Linked DNA regions of Danio rerio: region 1 is linked to region 2. A link is a contact called in public Micro-C data. All regions are on one chromosome and are shown on one strand. Each heading gives the region's core, a stretch centred on a gene start, on an enhancer-like site or on the middle of the called end of the contact. The rest is flanking DNA. Distances are from core to core; before and after follow the strand shown.

What was found. A called contact is a pair of places that touch in the nucleus more often than the background predicts.
Region 1: a contact with region 2 is called in a Micro-C map of caudal fin, with 3 times the contacts expected there. The contact joins the promoter of myo18aa here to the promoter of phf12a in region 2. A contact is called at or near these places in 1 of 18 Hi-C or Micro-C datasets (caudal fin) and 1 of 4 datasets of contacts at active chromatin or transcription factors (caudal fin).

The regions. Positions count from the first base shown.
Region 1 is chr10:42,134,631-42,138,341 of GRCz12tu, reverse strand. myo18aa (myosin XVIIIAa) reads left to right here and starts at 2,446. Exons shown (of 41, transcript XM_073915088.1): 1 at 2,446-2,529.
Region 2 is chr10:41,879,659-41,883,489 of GRCz12tu, reverse strand. phf12a (PHD finger protein 12a) reads left to right here and starts at 1,340. Exons shown (of 15, transcript XM_001919920.9): 1 at 1,340-1,799; 2 at 2,048-2,229. The coding sequence starts at 1,734.

The DNA.
Region 1 (3,711 bases), core at 1,197-3,696, 250 kb before region 2:
TAAACCCAAATTAATACATTTATTGTAATCTTTTTATTATTATTTTTGATGTTTTAAACTTTAAATATCACTATATACAGTAGTCGGTTAAAGTACACCAAAAAAGCCTTTCAAAATAGTCCTGTGTTGTTCAATAATTTTAGGATAGCTTTGATGAATGGTTTTGAAGGTTGACTACAATATTTACAGTCTCAGCATAATTGAGGACACCCCATTTTGAAATTGATTATTTTTTATCCATTTCTCAGTGAATATAGGCAATGCATTTAAACAAAACGGATTTATTATATATTTATTAAAATAATATTTTAGTCACCAAACATCTTTAGAAATTGAAAGATAATACAATTAAAATTAGGCAAAATATCTAACAAAAATTGTCAATTTTTTATTTGCTTCTCTTGATTTGTCCTGTTTTTTTAAATTAGTTTTTTTAAATATATTTTTCTATAACATAAATTTGGGTGTACTAGTTTTTAGACCGTTATATATTTCCCAGGGATGGGTTGCGGCTGGAAGGGCATCCGCTGCGTAAAAAATTGTTGGATAAGTTGGCGGTTCATTCCGCTGTGGCGACCCTGGATTAATAAAGGGATTAAGCAGACAAGAAAATGAATGAATGAATGAATGAATGAATGAATGAATATAAATTATATATAACATCAATTTCTATCATATTTTGTATAATAAAGGGTGTACTATTTTTTTATTTAAATAATTACATCTGTGCAAATGTGCCCCCCCCCTCCTCAATCATGGAGCAGCCCAGGAGACAAATCTGTAAAGATCTTAAAAAAAAAAAAAAAAAAAAAAACGAAAGATTTTATTTATTATTTTCAGTGGTAAATTCATTTTAAGAAAACAAATCATTTAAAAAGTTTTACATGCCATTATTATTTTGCATTATGATTAAATGAAGAAAAGGGGATTGAGTGATTTAAGCAAAACAAACAGCAAAATAAATTAAAGTACAAATGGTGCATTTTAGGACTTTTGGGCCCCATTGTCTGGAATTGCTTAGGGCCCTCAAATCACTAAATCCGCCCCTGATCTGAATACACATCTCAAATCCATGACTGCAATGAGAGCAGCTTTGAGAGTAGTTTTGGCCCAACATTGTCTAAAAACACAAAGATTGAATTAGTTATTAGTTAATTGAGTAGCCTAACTGGCAATCCCATACTGGTGGTTGTAATATCTGCTGTGCTGTACTAATTTTATAATCATAACAAGTGATTTATGAAAAACTATACTGATGCCAGGCCTATTTTAAGAGTCTTTTGTTTTTATCATGGCCTTTCTTCATCAACATTACAGTAAAAATATATGCTTTCAGGTTTATATTGAGTAAATGCTTTGCTAGTTAGGATAATAGTTTTTGTTTATTTTAAATACCCTAAATGTAGATACATTTTTAGGTAACACTTTACAATAAGGTTCATTAGTTAATGCATTTACTAACATGAATTAATCATGAACAACACTTGTACAGCATTTATTAATCCTAATTGAACATTTACTAATGCATTATTAACATCCAAGTCCATGCTCGTTAACATTAGTTAATGCACCATGAGTTAACATGAACTAACAATGAACTATACTGTATTTTCATTAACTAACGTTAACATGAACAAATACAGTAGTAAATGTTTATTGTTTGTTCCCGTTAGTAAATGCATTAATTAACATTAACGAATGAACCTTATTGTAAAGTGTGACCCATTTTTTATTATATTTTTTGATTAGTGAAACTTTAGATTAAAAAAAATATTGCATGCATTTTATTCCACTAAATGTGTGCATTTTAGATGTATTCAGTCTCCAAGACTCTATAACAAACGCTGTGTTAGTATGAATTTAATATGGGCGCATCACAAATGTGCAGCAGATGGGGATTTTCAAGATTATTGCGCAACTGGAGAATAATAAAAACATGCATAAGAAGAGATTAGTGTTGTCAGAGAGTTCGTCCATAAGAGGGCGCTGTGCCCAAGCAAGTGAAACATCAAAATACACATCCCGTACAGGAATATTCCAATGCAACATTTATGCACACGTATATGATAAATAAGAAAAATAAGAAAAACGATAAATAACATGCACTTACAGTGTGTTTATGTCAATACTATTCATCATTATTAGGCTATTTGTTATTTTTATTCTTACAGATCAACTTGATTAATATACAGGGCATTCATTTTTCGAATGAATTGTAGCCTGTATAAGGTATTTTAAAACTAATATTGTTTTAAGCCTATTCATTTAGTATTTTATATTACATCAGGCAAAACCAACTTTTCTAAGTTTTAAAGTAGGTTTGAAAGTCTCTTAGTCATGCAGAAATGATGCACTTGCTGTGTTGGACTCTTCTTGAGGAGATCCTTTCCAGCAGGGCTCAGTGAGGCGGGAGCGCGCTCAGCTGGTAGTGCGCGTCCCACAGACGCTAAAGACGGGTTTCCACAGGACCGGTGCTGCAGTTCAGCGCGCACCGGGCATCGCCAGAATATTTCAGCGCTTGTTCCAGCGGTGAGTTTGTTTATATTTAGCGGTGTTTTGTTTTTTTTACTTCACTGTACAGGTGAACAGACTGTCTATTCGCGTTGACGCGGAATAAAGAGGCTTAGAGAAGCGCATTACGCACACCAAAACATTCACCTTTAAGCCAGTTGGTGTGCCTTAATGCAAAATCAAATAAATCGCGGTATAAAAGCAGCATATAAGTATACGATCTGAATAGTGTATTAAGTACAGAATGTCATTTAAAAGCCTTGTACGTTTAACCTACATTCAGAGCTGAAACAGTGGAAGTTTCCGCCGGTAGTTTAAAGAGTTTAATTTTACTTTACATAATAGACATGAATATGCAGATGAAATGTTTTGCATGAAATTGATTTGCAATTGTAAAATAGAGTTTAAGTCAGCTCGAAGAGGGAGCGCTCTGGAGATGAGGAGTTTCAGGAAGTGATTCATTCTTCTGGGTTTGTTTGGATAATCAGAAAAAACTGATCGATTTGAGATCATTGCTAATGTATCTATTATATAATGTAGGTTTACATGTCTTTCTTAAACGAACCGTATATTTTGTTGTCGATGGTATAAAGCCCTACGGCTCTCTTACCGATTTTTGTACCTGTCAGGAAAGGTAGGAACAGCCAATCAGAGTGTTCGACGTCACACTAAGGTCTTTCGTCACGTAAACTCTCTTTACTGCTGTCACTCCTAAATTCTCATAAGATCGAGAGCATGATCATTATTTTTTTTGTGGTAGGCTACAATGTACATTTTTTTATACACAAAAATAAGATCCTAAAAACAATACCCATATTTAATACTTTCCTTGTTGAAATTTCGTACAAAATTGAGTCTCTTAAGCTTATTAATAAGAAGAAGAATAATACGTTTCTTAAAGCTAATGATAATCTTTTTTCTTAATGATTGAGGCTTTTTCTCTCTTTTTACTTATTTTTTGTTATTGTATTTTTTCTTCAATGCAGTGATGTTATTATTCTTGTATTAAAAAATAAATAAATAAATAAATTAAATCCAAAATTCTAATATATTTGCTTCTGCCAATGCGGTGAATTGCTTTAGTCTAAAATACATTATTTTTTATTATAGTAACCCAAAAGCTAAATCCCTGAACTCATTATATATATATTTATCTTGTATGGCAAATTTTTCATTCACAAACAGAAATTCGCAAATAAT
Region 2 (3,831 bases), core at 91-2,590:
CACCGCTTGTTTTAACAATACCACTCCACAACCATGTCATAAATTTGCTTCATCCCTTCTCTTTCGCTCATTGGTTCATGTCACGTCGACGACAAACAGACCAATCAAAGAGCAGAACTTTCCCTCACAATACAAAGAAGCTTGAACACGTAAACAAACCGGATAATGGCATTTGCTTTCGAAGCCTTACTGGCTGATGTATCAAATCAGCTTCTCGTGTCATCAAAAAGACACTTTAGCGATTCCCATAATTACTAATAAGACGGGGACGTTTTAAAACGAAGGAAAAGAGCAAGATGGCTCCACTGTTGACGAAAAGCGATGCCTGACCGCGAATGAATCGCTGTTTGATTCGGCTCTTTTTAAAAATTCAATCGAACCGATTCGAACTGTGTTTGCAAATTATTCGGTTGTAAACAATGGATAGCTTAGCAAAAAGTAAACTAATGTCATCGTTTATTTACCTTTATGGTTATACAAATCAACAACGTTTCTTCTAATGTAGGCAGAATGACTGTTTAAGTCACAATTCACTTTTATTAAATAGCAAAAAATGACAACGAATGAACGCGCGCCCTGCTGAAAAATCCAGCTTAAACCAGCCTAGGCTGGTTAGCTGGTTTTAGCTGGTCAATCAGGCTGGTTTTAGAGGGGTTTTGACCACTTCCAGGCTGGTTTCCAGCCATTTCCAGCCTGGTCTTAGCTGGTTAGGCTGGAAGATGACCAGCTAAAACCAGCTTGACCACCCTTACCAGGCTGGGAGCCCAGCCACAACCAGCTATGTCCAGCTTAAACCAGGCTGGTCAAGCTGGTTTTAGTTGGATTTAGCTGGTCATTTTCCAGCCTGACCAGCTAAGACCAGGCTGGAAATGGCTGGAAACCAGCCTGGAAATGGCCAAAACCCCTCTAAAACCAGCCTGGTCGACCAGCTAAAACCAGCCTAGGCTGGTTAAGCTGGATTTTTTAGCAGGGTGGCTATGATTCTGTTGCTTTTTGGAGGGTGAATACATGTTTTACATGTGTGTGTGTGTGTGTGTGTGTGCGTTAACTCCTTAGCAAGACAAAACTTCTGCTGTCATGTTGCTGCTGACTACTATGTTGGAATCATGAACAATACAAACAATCGTAAACAACAATATTTCAAATGTGTATTATATAAACATTCAAACATTGAGTATTATATATAATTAACATTATATATTCATTACTTAGATGTGTGTGTGATGGTGGCAAATCAGTGATATGATTCTACTGAACCGGTTCACTAAAAAGATCCGATTCTCTTAACGAATTGAACTCCCAGCTCTACTGACGGGGCGACGCATGCGCACACGGGTTTGTGCGTCAGTAAGCGCGAGCGTTCCTTCATCACAACAGAGACGCTCCGCCGTTAAGTCGCCTTTCACCGGGAGAAAAACGTTTGTTTTCCGCTTCTGCCAGTTCTCTGCATGACCTGGCCTTCAGGGGGGCTTGATGTTAGACGTCTTCGCATCATGGATTTACTGGTAACGTCTGTGTGTTTATTCTTCCTTCTGTTACCGGGCCGGAGTCTCGCAGAGCACCGGGGATAGAGGCCTCCGCGCGCCTGCTCGATTAACGGAGAGCCCGCGCGGAGCCACAACACACACGGGCGGGAAATCCTACGTGTTTTTGGCAGAGGTCAAAGGCTATTCGTCTGACAGTGGTCGAGGTGCAGCGGCTGACGGAATCGGAACCAGTCGGGACCGGTGTTGATGTGGGGTAAAATGGAGACCCCGACGATCATGTACGATCTGGATACCTCCGGTGGGCTGATGGAGGTAAAGCACACACACTCTCATGTACCCATTTATTCCTCTCTCCAGTCTCCACTGGCCGCTTCACAATCTCTTTGTAGCCGCTAACGTTAACAGCTCACGAATGTCATCCATAGCATAGGCTCTCGTCACATGGGCGCGCACGCGCGCTCACGGTTACGGCCCAACAATGGCTCGAGTTGGAGTGATGCAAAACGCGTAGTGTTACAGATGTTTCAATAAGGAGTTTCTGAATTTCTTCCCTGCTCCAGAAAATCCAGACCCTGCTGGCTCCGCCCAAGTCTGAGGACGGAGAGAAGAAGAACAGAAAGCCGGACAGGAGCACCAGGAGATCCGGAAGGGCCACCAACCATGACATCTGTGACAGCTGCCGGGAAGGAGGAGATCTGCTGTGCTGTGATCACTGTCCTGCTGCTTTCCATCTACAGTGCTGGTGTGTTAGATTCTGGAGCTGTTTAAGCCACTACTGTTGGTCAGGTTTAGTTGGGGCACAACAGGAAGGTTGAGGTGACAACTAGAAGTGCTTCAGATTTGGCTGATGTTGAGATGCAACATCATGTTTGCTGCCAGGGTTTATTTATCTGCTTGATAATTCTTGAATGAGCAGGGAAAATGTATTGCAGGGAGCTGATAAATAATCATGAGCCACAGACATGTGACTGCAACAGTGCCTACATTATGGAGAGATAGCTTTACATGATGATGTTGTACTGAAAATGGACGCTTTTTTTTCCTTTGCATTACAGGCAACATTGTTGACAAAATAATTCTGGTTCACACAGAACCATGAGTGACTAAAAACACTATATTACGCATGCTAGGCCAGAGTAGTTAGCTATGTCACTTTGTAAAGCAACATTACACTTATCCTGTAGTCTGCTATTGTTGTTTTTCTTATTAGGTAATCACATATGCGATAATAAGTAATAATCATATGCATGACATCAATGTTTTCACATGTCTGCATTCTGCATTTTCAAAACACACACATGCTAAAACTTGTTTAGGCTACCAAAATAGCACTGTTGTATAAACGAGCAAACAACCAAAATATAAAAATATTCCATTTTAGTTTTCTAACATTTTTCTAAAGGCATGTTTTGGATATTGCGAATATAACGCATGTTTTTTTTTTCTGTTTTTTTATGTTATAACTGATTTTCAACAGTAATTTGGTACTGTTCGCTTTTAAGTGCAATGTCCACATGTATCAAAATCCAATTAACCACTATAAATATAAAACCAACCCTCTGTCCACCTTTTGTTTTCTGTTACACTAATCCATTATTCTAAGATGTGTCACAATATAGCACAAAACATTGTTGCTAATTTAGTTTTCGTTGAGACTTTAGGCTGCTTTCACTCTGCTGGTTCAGTCTGAAACAATGTAGTGTCACAAAATTGCTCATGTAAATGCTGTTATGTTGACCTAGGCTAGCTAACCAGAACTGCATTTAGGAGCTGTTCTAAATTTCATGCAGTGTCATTGTGGCTTGATTCGCATGAATGCAAAGCAACTTGGACTTGGGTGTGCACTTGCTCAAGAAGTTATTTGTGCATGCATTCAGCCAGTGAAAATGTCATAAGTTCAATGCACATATAGGGGATTACCGTTTGATGATTTACCCTGAATATAAGTGAGAGAGCTTGTAGACGGGATGTCATCACTAACTGCATTTTAATGTCTGCAATCAGCGTTCTCTTCCAATTCTATGGTGTGTTATTTTCTATTTGCTGTTTATAATAACGCTAAACTACTTTGCTAAAACAATGCACGTTCATCCTCGTTCTGCTTTGCACTTTTGCAATGACGTAACGCACCAGGGTTCATTGAAATCAAAACCAGACCGACATATTCACACTGTGACTGTAGCAGACATGCCCTGTGCGCAATCCTTTGTGTTGCAGTTGATCAGCTGGAGCGTAGAATGTTTGAATTCCCATATTTTCTTGTTGTTTATACTTTGTTTTTGGGGAGCTGAACTGATTCCATGTGAATTTGAGAAGAAACACATGCAGCCGGTGGTGTGCGGCC